Linked DNA regions of Oryctolagus cuniculus: region 2 is linked to region 1. Evidence: chromatin contacts called from public Hi-C data. All regions are on one chromosome and are shown on one strand. Each heading gives the region's core, a stretch centred on a gene start, on an enhancer-like site or on the middle of the called end of the contact. The rest is flanking DNA. Distances are from core to core; before and after follow the strand shown.

Region 1 (5,729 bases), core at 3,027-5,526:
AACGGCCCGTGACACTGTCTCCTCCCTGAAGCCGTCCTCCACCTGCCTCCGCTGGGACAGGTGCACCCAGGGTTCTGCCCTGGGTCTGCTTCTTCCGTGTTGTGAAGCAGCTACATGCGCTTTACGCTTCTGGACTTTTCTAGCTCCTATATGTTTGGCTCATATGAGACAGCATCGCATGATCTAACATGCACACAATCCTTTTTACCTCCTGCAAACAGGACAATGGCATCTGACACGACCACTCAGCGAAGTGCCACCTTGACCTGGGACTTGACAGCAGCGACAGCTCATGGACCAGCAGCTCTCTGTCCCCACTAAGTCCACTGCAGCATTCCTGCGGGCCTTGGTGACAGAGGTCTCCCTGAGCAGCCTCGGCGTCACCTCCATTCCTGCAGGCAGTCAGGGCGCTCGTCCAACCCCAGTCTCCTCCTGCTGACCCCCAGTCCAGCCTCACATCCAGCCCCCAGGCTGCCCACATCTGCTGCTCTGTCTCTGGCTGCCCCGGACCCCTCCAGCTCCCTCATTGCTCCTCCACCTGAGCAGGCATGGGGAGAGTTAACAATGCTGACCAAAAAAAAAAAAAAAAAAAAATTAATGGCTGGCGCCGCGGCTCACTAGGCTAATCCTCCACCTTGCTGCGCCGGCACACCAGGTTCTAGTCCTGGTTGCTCCTCTTCCAGGCCAGCTCTCTGCTGTGGCCCGGGAGTGCAGTGGAGGATGGCCCAAGTACTTGGGCCCTGCACCACATGGGAGACCAGGATAAGTACCTGGCTCCTGGCTTCGGATCAGCGCGGTGCGCTGGCCACAGCGTTCTGGCCGCGGTGGCCACTGGAGGGTGAACCAACGGCAAAGGAAGATCTTTCTCTCTGTCTCTCTCTCACTGTCCACTCTGCCTGTCAAAAAAAAAAACAAAAAAAAAAAAACAAAACAATGCTGACAGACCAGGATGACAGCCGCCCCGCCCTGAGCTAAGTACACCTCAACTCCCAGCCAACTATTAAGTGTTTGCTAAATGGCCCTGGGGCCCCTGCAGATGGGACGGCTGGGACTTGGACCATGTCTGTGTGGCAGCATGCTTAGCCCATGCTGCGAGGGCGCCCTGGGCTGGGTCCTGAGAGTCCCTTCTTCCCTCCTGTCTCCACTTGCATTGGCTTGGGTCCTCGTCACCTTGCTCACCCAGCCTGCAGACCGGGGCTCTCTCCCCAACCCAGGAGTCCTCAGCTAGCCCCCCCCCCCAGTACTCTTGCGCATGCGCCTCGCTCGCTCCGCCCTCTCCAAGTCTGACCCTCCTGACGTGGAAGCCCTCCCGCCTCTCCTGTAACCCCCCCCCCCCACACACACACCCGACCCCTCAGCCTGAGGGCAGCCTGTGTCAGAATTCCACCCAGGCTCCTGCAGTGCTGGGATCTAGGAGAGCACTGGAGGGCTGGCAGAGCACTGTGTCCACTTCGCGGACAAGCAAGCTAAGGCCCACACAGGTGCAGGTTCAGGTTCAAGCTCACACTTCAATTAAGAGGCAAAGCCCAGAGTAACCCCAGCCTTCGCAAAAGCAGATGGAGGGTGCCTATGACTCAGGGTCTCCCCCATCTACCATATAATGCCCACAACGCCACCCTGCTCCTCAGGGGTCGTGTCCCAGCGCCGCAGACTTCCACTTGGCCGGTATTCAACCGCCTCCCCGGGTCACGCCCCTTTAGGCGCTCAGCAGGCACCCAATGTTGGCTGGCCAACTGATAAAGCCACGGGGTGCCAGGATCAGGCCGTGCCCACAGCTGCCTGCAGCCGCCCACGCAGCTTTCCCGGGGCGGGGTGAGGAGGGCGGTCACGGGCTCCAGATGTCCAGGCCCTCGGAGTCCCGCTGTGGGAAGGCGGCTGTGGCACAGGCCCAGCTGCTCTCATCACACAAGCCCTTCATCCCACCCCCTGGGCTGGATCCTCAGGCTCGGGAAGCAACGGTTCCCCCCAGCCACGGCGCAGGGCAGCCGACCGGCTCTCAGGAGGCGCCCCGCGGCCAGGAGCAAGGAGCGGGCAGCGCCCCCTGCCGCCAGGATCCGGTCCGCACGCGCCGTGCTGAGGACTCTGCGAGGGCGCCATCTGGCGTTCACAGCCAGCATCTCCCGAGACCGCGGGAATCTGCGAGGCGTCTCCGGGAAAACCACAGCTCCGAGGCTCGGATGAGGGCAGGGGGCAGGGAGGAAGGGCACGCAGCCCCGTGTCTGACGGGTTTCTTTTCTTTCTCAGACCTAAAAAAGTGTCCAGATCTTTCCCACAGACTGCAGTGTTGGCTACGTCAGGTGGGGGTGAGCTGTTGCAAGCCCTCCCTGGAACGCGCCGGGGGACACAGCGCCGGGGAGAACTTTGCATCAAGGCTGGCGCTGGGCCTTGAGCCGCCCCGCAGGGCAGGGGGCTCTCCGTGTGGCCCGGGGCTGCGGGCAGCTCCATCTGTGGCGGGGACCAGGAGCACGGCCCTGAGCAGCGCCGGCGAGGACGGTGCCCCTCCCAGGGCCGTGCGCGGCCGCTCCCTCGCCGCGGCCAGTGAGGAGGCGGCTTCCCGGCGCCGCGTGCTGCTCCCCCCGCCGATGCCCGCGGATCACCCCGGTGGGACTCCGCCCGCCTTTCCCGAGTGGGACCCGCACGCCGGCCCGCCTGTTAATTATGAAGCAGATGTCCCGCGAGGCCTGCGGCGCGCCGAGGGCCCGGGCGGGGGCGGCCCAGACCAAGCAGGGGTTGGGTCCGCGACAGGGGCTTGGAGACCCTGGCGTTTCAGCCTCGCTCAGCACGGAGAGCCCCGCTCAGGCGCAGGACGTCTGCCTTACTCCCTGCCCACCCCACCCCCAGCGGCTTAGGAGAGCTGGCCCCTGCAGATGTACAACAGAGCCCCTCTCCCCAAGCACCCCACGGCTGAACTGGGGGGGCCCTTGAGTCCTTAGCAACAAGAACCTCCTGCAGCATCCACTCCGCTGGCGCTGGCCCCTAAACCTCCTGTTCGGTTTAGCTTCTGGACCGCTGGCCCCAGCTTCGCCCATGGAGTCCCTCCCCCACTCCCAGCCTCGCCTCCCAGGGGCACCTGGTCTCCACCAGGGGGCCCCATGGGCACTAGGGCACGCAGGGTGGATACCTCTTGCCCTCCCATCTGAGCCACTGAGTCCCGCTATGATGGGCTCCTCCCCCTGTCCTCACCCCTGACCCCTCCTCTTTCCCAATGCCCACCTTAGGCCACAACTCTTGGATTCACACTCCCGCACGGAACGGTGCCATATGTGGCCTCTGCAGTCCCCAGAGTGAGCTCACGTCCAGCCAGCCCATTCCACTCAGGGCAGCCCCTGCAGGGGCTCCCTCGCTCGGCACCCAAGGCCTGGCCCACCTCCCTCTCCCCTCTCCACTAACCCTGAATGAGACCCAAACCTGTCCCAGCCAACAGAGCTGCTCCCACGGCTGTCCACGCTCCACTGCGCCGGGAACCACCTTGCCCGGTCTCTGCCACACTGACCGGCTTCCCACCCCACCCCCAAGGCTGCACCAAACCCTGTCTCGTGCTGCCCTGCCTCTCAGCGCACTGCTCCCTGATGGAGAACCCCCCCCCCACATACCGCAACTCAACCCCGGGGTCCACAAGAGCCTGTGGGCAGCATGGCGGCCAACGGAGTGGCCTCCGGGAAGGGTCCCTCCACACAGCCCCGCGCCCGCCCCCGCGGCCCCTGACCTTTCTCAGGGTCCTTCAGGCCCGCGCGCACCACCTCCACCGCTTTCTCCACCTCCTCGCTGCTGCAGACATTGAGCTGGACGGTCCGCAGCCGGTCGCTGTTCAAGCTGTCCAGCTCCTTGGCCCCAGCATCCCCCTTGTCCTGGGGAGGAAAAGAGTCTGTGTCATCATGCCGAGGGAGACGAGGAAAGAGGGACGCTGCCGAGCAGCCCCAAGGCCCTGCAAAGCCTCAGGCTGTGGATGCCCCTGGGCGGTGAGGACACATCCAGCACCAAGCACAGTGCCACGGCCACACCAGGAGTAGGGCAGAGACCTTGTCCCCCAGGCCTCAATGACAGGAACATGCGGTTCTCAGACAACAGGGAGGGGACGCTGGGGCCTAGAGCACGTGCCCGTTGCTGCCCCTGTGGGTACAGAAGCCCCAGCTGGCCAGATGCTTCGAGTTTTAAGCTGGTGTTGGCAACTTTTCACATTAAAAATAAAAACAGAAATGAAAAAAACCAAAACCAGTGTGTGGGCCAAAGTGCGTCCACGGGCCACATATGACCAGCAGGCTGCCAGCTGGCCACCTCTGTTCTCAGCCCAGGGCTTGGCGAGAGGCCAGAGCCTGCCTCTAAGTTCCAGTTCAGACCTTAGCACGGCTCTGTGCACCCATGTGTGTCCCTTTCACAGGTGCTGGTTTTTGGTTTTTTTTTTTTTTTCTGGCTGTAATGTAAGTACCCCACCCCCGGGGCCAGCCCTTGCAGATTCCTGGAATAAGGAAGTAAGCTTTTAAGAAACCTGTTTAACCACAGAGCGCAACTCGACTTCAGGTTTCACTGAACGTGAGAACTGCGTCTCTTGCGTGGCAATGGTTTCTCAGCCCTCTTTCATGGTCCCCGCTGCGCTGGGCACTGACGTCCAAACACCCCGCTGAAGGCGGAAGGGACACACACGGAGGGGCTGGAGCAAAGCAGTGACAGCTGAGGACGTGAAAAGAGGGGCCCTGGGGGTCGGGGCGCTTCCCGGAAGAGGCCACAGAAAGCCATCTGTTGCAGGCAGTGCAAAGACCTAGGAGCGGTGGATGCGAGGCTAGGAGGTGGGCAGGCGTCCGCTGGGGGGCACTGCTGAGCCGCCGGAGGGTTCTAATGAAGCGCCGACTTGGTTAGTTGAGTGTTGGCTAAGAGGGGTGCTATGCTGTGCCAAGCCCCCGATGGCCTTATCTCCTTGGCCCTCCTTTCTCGAGGCAGGGCTTGCTATGACACTTCATCCCAGTCTCTGACACAGGTTTTTATTTTTATTTCCCCCACAACAGGAATGAGCTACGTTTGATGTGAAAATTAAACTCTGCCAGTCGTAATTTAATTGGAAGCAATTTTTTTCTGAGCGGTGTCTGCAATCCTGATGTCTCCTCCGAGAGGGCTGGAGTGGCTGCCAGGGAATGCAGTGCCAGAGAAAAGCTTACTCTGCAGCCCGCAGTGCAAGCAACTGGCAGTGAGGCCAACAGCCCGGCACGGGCAAGCGTGGGGAGCTCAGGATGGGCGGCGTCTGTCAGGGGTGGGGCTGAGCTCCGGAAGTGGTTTGACTAGAAGGGCCCTGGTCCCAGGACTGGAGACGGCACCCTGCAGCATCACAGGGACGCAGGAGGAGGGGGTGAAGGGGCCGGGCCGGTGGGGGCCCTTGCACTGTGGAGGACTGGTCCGGAGAGAAGACTTGGGGGCGGGGTGGACATGGCTGTGGGGGCCAACTCATTCCATGAGAGCAGACCGAGGGCCAAGACGTCAAGTCCAACTCAAAGTGAGGAGCGACTGTCACAGTCTGGAGATGATATGGACCAGTTGGAATGTGTTCAGACAATGAGTAACGGGTGGTGGGATGCCGGTGGGGCACAGAGCAAAGACAGTCCAGGCATCACATGGGAAGTGGGCTGATCTCCCCATACCCTCCCTTCCATCCCTAAACTGTCATCCTCACTCATGGGCTTCCCACGAAAGGGCTCCAGCCAGCTCTTTAGAGAAGCCTCTGTGCAGCTGGGCACCAGGAG
Region 2 (6,242 bases), core at 1,842-4,341, 54 kb after region 1:
GGTGTTACATCTACTTGGTAAGAGCAGGGATTGGTGGGGAAGCTTTCACTCTTTGCTGCTGATTGGATTCAACAAGCACTTATTACGTTCATAAAACAATAACAAAAATACACTCAATAAAATTTCTCAAGCATGCCTGGCAACAGCCTAGCCTCAGTCAGTGATGGCCACATGCAGGTGTTGTGTTAGGCACTGGGCAGCACAGCTGCACACCTGAGAGGCTCCATTTCAGTGCAGCAGCACTGTGTTCAGCCAGTTGCTGCCAGCTACTTCTCCTTCTTCATTCCAAGGTGGCAGGGCCCAGCAGAAACCCAGGAGAAAAGAAGGCATGAACTGACGTGTGTTTGCTTCACGTACTTCCCTGGAAAGCTACCGACCTGGCCAGCAGGTCAACAGCTCCTCTACCTGCTGCTCCACACCTGGCTGGTCCAGGGCTCCGCAGGCCCAGCCTGTGTCACCTATGCGGAAAGTGGATCAAAGGACTTCCAATGACTGAGAAAACAATTCAAAGGTCAACGCTTCCCAGCAGTGAGTAAATATCAACGCCCTGTTCCATGAGAGGCCCAAAGAGATGGCTTCTACCCTGGCATGAAGTCCTCCACGGCTAGTTCTTGATTATGGGGTGGGGCTTCTAGGCCTCGGGGACCAGGTAGGCTTCGTCTCTGCACCCCCAGGGCTCTGTGCAGTGCATGGCACATTGACACCAATTTGGCATCAGAGCGTGTCCTCTCTTCCCAGGGCACCTCCTGCCTATGCCTCACTTGTTTGGGTCTTGACCATTCAGCTCTCTGAAGGGGTCCCTCTTCTCTCAGTCTGCACCCTGCAGCCAGGAAAACTCACCAGATGAGGAACTCACTTTTGGTGTTGCTGTTTAATTTTTATTTGATAATCATAAACTCACTCTGCAAGACAGCTAGAATTGGAGAGGAATACGGAAAACATGGATCCCAAAGAACTAGGATAAGAACCCAAGGAAGTAGCACGAAGACTTCAGGATAAGGGGAGCAGATGATGGGGCAGGGGGAGCTCTCCTGGGCTGCAGAAGGAAAGGGCTGGTGGTTAAGGTAAAACACAAGTCAGGCGTATTAACGTTGTCCGAACTCAGCCACGGTGATCTTCTAAACAGTTTTTGCAATCCCTGGACCCTAGGTACTGCATGCATTCCATAATACTCAGCCCATTTTCACCTTGCCAAAGACCATATGCTTGCCATTCAACCATTCAATATCGGCAATGCAGACCCACATGGTTCCGAACAAGGTTCTCATCACCAAATTCCTTTCTGTAGATGGATTTGCTGCCAGTGCTGCCACAGCATGTGATGTCCCCACCCTCGGAGGAGGTGCTGCCCAAGGACTTGCCCTCTATGGTGATGCCCAAGGACATGGTGGGGCTGACCACGCTGGCAGCAAGCAGCTCCTGAATCGCTGGCATCTGCAAAGTCAGATGAGGAACTCGGGTTTTGTTTCATTTTTATTTGTATGCTTGAGAGGCAGAGAGAGAGAGAGATGAACAGACAGAGAGAGGGATAGACTGTTGCTGGTTCACTCCTCAAAGCAACAACAGCTGGGGCTGGGTCCAGGCTCTCGAAGCTGGGAGCTGGGAGCTCCGCGCAGGTCTCTCGTGTGGGTGGCAGAAGCTCCACTACTTGAGCCATCACCGCTGCCTCCCAGGGTCTGCATTAGTGTGAAGCTGGAGTCGGGAGCCAGAGCCAGATACCGAACCCAGGTACTGGTGTCTGAACCACTAAGCCACATGCCCACCTACGGTTGAGAAACTCTTGATGACTTGCTTGCTTTCATGTTGAACAATTATTCTAGAAAAATTTAGGAAATAGAGATCACTAAGATAAGAGAGGAAAACTCTGGTCCCCTGCCTCCCCGCCCTCATGGCCCCTTATGTTCCTGCAACACTCTCTGGGGGTGACTGTTTTATCTCCTGGAGTAGACGTCCTTCTTGCTCCTGACCGTCTCTTCCGGGCCGTTCTCACACCTTCGAGAGCCAGATCCTAGGAAGGGCTTCACTGCTTACCTGGCCCGTGAACTCCCAGTCCCCATTTAATATGGAGACAGCAACGTTTTGGGTCTCTAGGAATCAACTGCAACTCGGACCCCATGTCCAAAAGCTCTCCAGATAGCTGGGTGCTCCCTTCTCCTCACTGTACGTCACCAAGGAGAGTGGCCGTGGGCCAAAGATTGGTGGGATCGTTGCCTTGTGTCCTTGCTACAGCATCGAAGAGCTTTTGTTTCTCCGGGAGATCAGCCGCCTCTTCAGTAGACGGTTTCAGATCTGAAAACTGGCTCAGTCGGAAAGTCAAGCACGGGGTTTTGTGTTTTGATTTTGCTCTGGGGCCCCCGGCCTCCTGCGGCTCTGCTCTTGTCTCTCTCTGGCTGTAGGTGCAGCGGCAGCTGTGTGGGCTGTGGCCCTGACCTTGCCCGTCACCGTGGCACCTGGCAGGTGAGTGCCTCCACCCAGCCTCTGTTCCTTGTCGGGGGGAAGGGGCAATCATCCCCATGCATTATGGTCAAAGCACACGATCACAGCAATTTAGCTTGAAGATCTTGATTGGCTCTGTTTTCAGTTCTGGAATTGAGCAACACTTCATTCCATAACACAGAATGGGTGCCCTGATGGGCTGAGCAAAGGTCGGTTTAATAGATGGAAAGGGGCTGAAGAAAGAAGAAGCCAAAAGTAGGCGACTGGTCTTTGCAAAGCTGCTTTCCTCGTGAGGCAGGGACAGGGAGCTGGAAGAGTTCTCCCAGAATAACTGGTTGGTTAGCACAGGCTGCTGCAGGCTGCCTTGCGTGTGAGGGGATTAGGGCAGAGGGCACTCCGCTATCAGCCCACTGGGAAATTTCGCTGTGTGTCTCTAATCCTGGTTTGTCTGGGGAGCTTCGATAAGCAGCGTGGTTTCAGTTCGCTGAGGCAGAGCTTCAGCATGAGCGAGTGTGTCTTGATTTTTCACCCAGTGTGTACAGGAGCTTAGTCCAAAACAATGGCCTCCTAAGACTTTTATTGAACAGCGTGGAGTCCAGCTCTGTGGTCACCTCACCCACCTAGCGACGGGGCGGCCCCTCCCGCCCAAGCATGCCTGGCCGCTTTGGTGAGCCCCATGCCCCTGCCCCCCCCCCCCAGCGGGCACCCGTGTCTCTGCTGGTCTCACACTGTGTATCTGCGCCTTTCATTCCTCCACCACCACCTGCCAGGGTCCTGCATTTCAGCACGCAGCATGGGCTCTGCCCTGCACTAAATAAAAACTGTGGAAGGTCATTGCTTTGGACAAAACTTCTGTGCACACCAGACTAAAGTCAAGTCACTCACGCTAGAATTCTGGTCACCAAGCTGGGACAAAATGGTTTCTCTAACCTCCCAAGAGAAACTGGGACAAGGGAGCTAAGAGCCAATTTCTCAAAAGAGCCAGTGTGGGCCCTTTCACCCAAAGCTGAGCTGGTGGTAACTGGTCAGTTGTAGGAGGGTTGTTGTGCCCTGGTGCCCTCCGATGGGGAGTGGCTGAGTGACCGGTGTGCTGCTCGCTCTTTATTTCTGCTAATTCAGCGCTGTCTGTCTGTAAACCAGCCTCCTGTGCCCCGGCCCTCAGAGCGTGCACTCTCTCCTGTGGAAGAGGTGTTGCCTGAGTCTAGAGCTGAAAACAGAGCCCGTGGGGCAGGCATCGTGGTGCAGCAGGTTAGGCCGCCGCTTGCAAGGCCAGCATCCCCTGTGGGCGCCAGTTCGAGTCCTCACTTCTGATCTAGCTCCATGCCAATGTGCCTAGGAAGGCAGCGGAAGATGGCCCAAGAGCTTGAGCCCCCGTCAGCCATGTGGGGGGCCTGGATGGAGTTCCCAGCTCCTGGCTTTGGCCTGGATCCTTGCAGGGCCATTGTGGTGATTTAGGGAGCAAACCAGTAAAGAAAAGACCTCTTTATTTCTCACCCTCCCTTTATCCCTTCCTATCAATCAATCAATAAATCCTTAATAAACAAAAGAAAGCCAATTAAGATTTTTTAAATGTTTATTTATTTATTTAAAAGGCAGAGTTAAAGGGGAAAGAGGTGGAGACACAGAGAGAATCTTCTATCTGCTGGTTCATCCTCCTACAAATGGTCACAGTGACCTGGGGTGGGCCAGGCTGAAGCAAGGAGCCAGGAGCTTCTTCCGGGTCTCCCATGTGAGCACAGGAGCCCAAGGACTTGGGCCATCTTCTACTGCTTTCCCAGGCCATAGCAGAGAGCTGGATCAGAAGTGGAGCAGCAGAGACTCGAACCCGTGCCCATAAAGGATGCCGGCACTACACCACAGCCCCAGCCCCAGCCCCAAATTAAGATCTTTAAATTGTTGCCCTGCTGTCCTTTGACACTGCCTCTGTGCTTCCAGAAGCCAGCGTGGAGTCAGCCTCGCCCCTGAGAGCCGTGCCAGGCAAGGTGTGAGGTCCAGTCCTAAGAAAGAGGCTGCAGTAGCAGAACCAGCTGGAAGAGAATCCCTGTGCTCCTGGAAGGACAGAGTTTCAGACGTGAGACAGAGCAGCGGCAAGCAAGGCAGCAAGGTTTAACGAGGCCCCGAATCCGCCAGCCCGACGGGCAGCAGCTCCTCAGATGCCTACAATCAGACTGGGGCTTACACGGCTCAGGGGCCCGCTCTCAAAGTCTCTCCTCCCCCTCCCTCTGCCTCTTGGGAAAAGGGCTTTCTTTGTGAAATCCACGCAATTGCTCCTGAGGTTTTCTTACCCTGGGGCACAACCTGTGGGCTTCCACTGGTTTTCTCACGGCGCATCACTCCCCTGCCAAGAGTGGCTGTGCAAGGACAAGAACTCGGCTCTGGAACCAACCCCGACAGACGGCTTGATGTGGATTCCAGGTCAGCCTCCCTCCCTGCGCTTGGAGTTCCTTTGCAAATCAACCCGAGACTGAACCCCCGTAATGGAAAGGCAAGGCCCAGCCTCTCGTCTGTCTCCCCGGGCCCATGGTGTCCTCGCCTGTCCTTTATGAAAAGGAGTTCACTGAATCGAGAGAACGATGCAGCTGGGCTCCGGAAGTCGTTTGCTTCTCCAACAGACAAAACCCTGTTGGCCACTGGTTTGTTTAGAGGAATTCCAGGTCTGGGGCAGACGTGAGCCCCCAGACCAACTGTGGCCCACCTGGCCACCCAAACATTCCAGAAAGAGCAGGGCACCGCTGACCAATCCAAGGAAGGCCACGAGCACCACTGACCGACCAGGAACTTGGACACAAGCTGATAACGCCCCTCTCAGCCCCGATTTCAATCTGTAAGAACCTTCACCCCTAACTCTCTGGGGAGCCCAGGAATTAAGCAACAGCTGCCCAGCTCCTTGCTCTTCCCTTTGCAATAAACACCTCCTTTCTTCCACCTCCCTGATGTCAGTGATGGGCTTTCTGCACAGGCCAATGGGCCCAGGTTTGGGGGGCTCTACAGCGACACCCCAACCAGTTTGGGGGGTTATTCTGTACCAACCTCTTACCAACATTAACTCACTAGGTTGAGGCCCCACAGGGCCCCTGATCACGAGGCACAGGCTCATTTCTCTCCTCTGAAGATAACAGCTTGAGAGTCAGCTTTGCCTCAACTGTTTTTCCAGGAACCCCAGGCCCTGAGCAAACTCCCACCTGCCTGATTCAAGTCAACTTTGGCATCATTAAAATTCCCCAAAGAATACATAATCCCTGACCAATCAAAGGACGGGTGCGAGCACCGTGGACTAATCAGAGACCTGCACGTGGGCAAAACAGGCACCTCTCAACCCCGACTTCTGGGTGTAAGAACCTTTACCCCAGCCTTCGGGGAGCCTGGGAATGTGGTGAGAACTCCGCGGTTCCCTGCTCCGTGCCTTGCAAACAAACACCGCCTTCTCCCCTCCCCCAGGTGTCAGCCGTTGGTTTGCTGTGCACCTTGCAAGGATGTTGAGGATCCTACAACAGTTTGAGAATCTTGACAAAGCTTTAGAGTGTAGAAGAGCTGTGTTGCAGAAAAAAAAAGAAAAAAGAAAAAAAAAAAGGAGGGGAACGCTCACTAGGCAGGAGCTGGTGACGTCCACATCAGGTCCAGTAAATTTCAAAATCACAGGTTTTCACTTACACTTGTCTCCACCTGCTACTCCTCTCCTGCTCTCCCTCCCGTCTATTGCCCTCTCTTTCAGCCACGAAGCCTTGCTGCAGGGCTCAGATGGAGGGCGCGTCAGCGCCCCCGCGTGGCCGCCCGCTGTGATGTGAGTAGGGTAGGCCCCAGCCGCC

Evidence for each region. A called contact is a pair of places that touch in the nucleus more often than the background predicts.
Region 2: a Hi-C map of liver shows a contact between it and region 1, with 5 times the contacts expected there. The contact joins two enhancer-like sites. A contact is called at or near these places in 4 of 6 Hi-C or Micro-C datasets (ear pinna, liver, psoas muscle and 1 more).

Annotation. Positions count from the first base shown.
Region 1 is chr4:83,941,030-83,946,758 of mOryCun1.1, forward strand. It overlaps BDH1 (3-hydroxybutyrate dehydrogenase 1), which reads right to left. Exons shown (of 7, transcript XM_051818945.2): 5 at 3,707-3,848. Among named protein-coding and RNA genes, the nearest start is that of BDH1, 31 kb to the right of the region's middle. Within about 2 kb of position 4,277, at least 1 of the 8 cell types and tissues checked has an H3K27ac peak or open chromatin away from gene starts, as enhancers often do.
Region 2 is chr4:83,996,415-84,002,656 of mOryCun1.1, forward strand. The region is part of intron 1 of LOC138849312 (a long non-coding RNA gene); the gene reads right to left. Among named protein-coding and RNA genes, the nearest start is that of BDH1, 25 kb to the left of the region's middle. Within about 2 kb of position 3,092, at least 1 of the 8 cell types and tissues checked has an H3K27ac peak or open chromatin away from gene starts, as enhancers often do.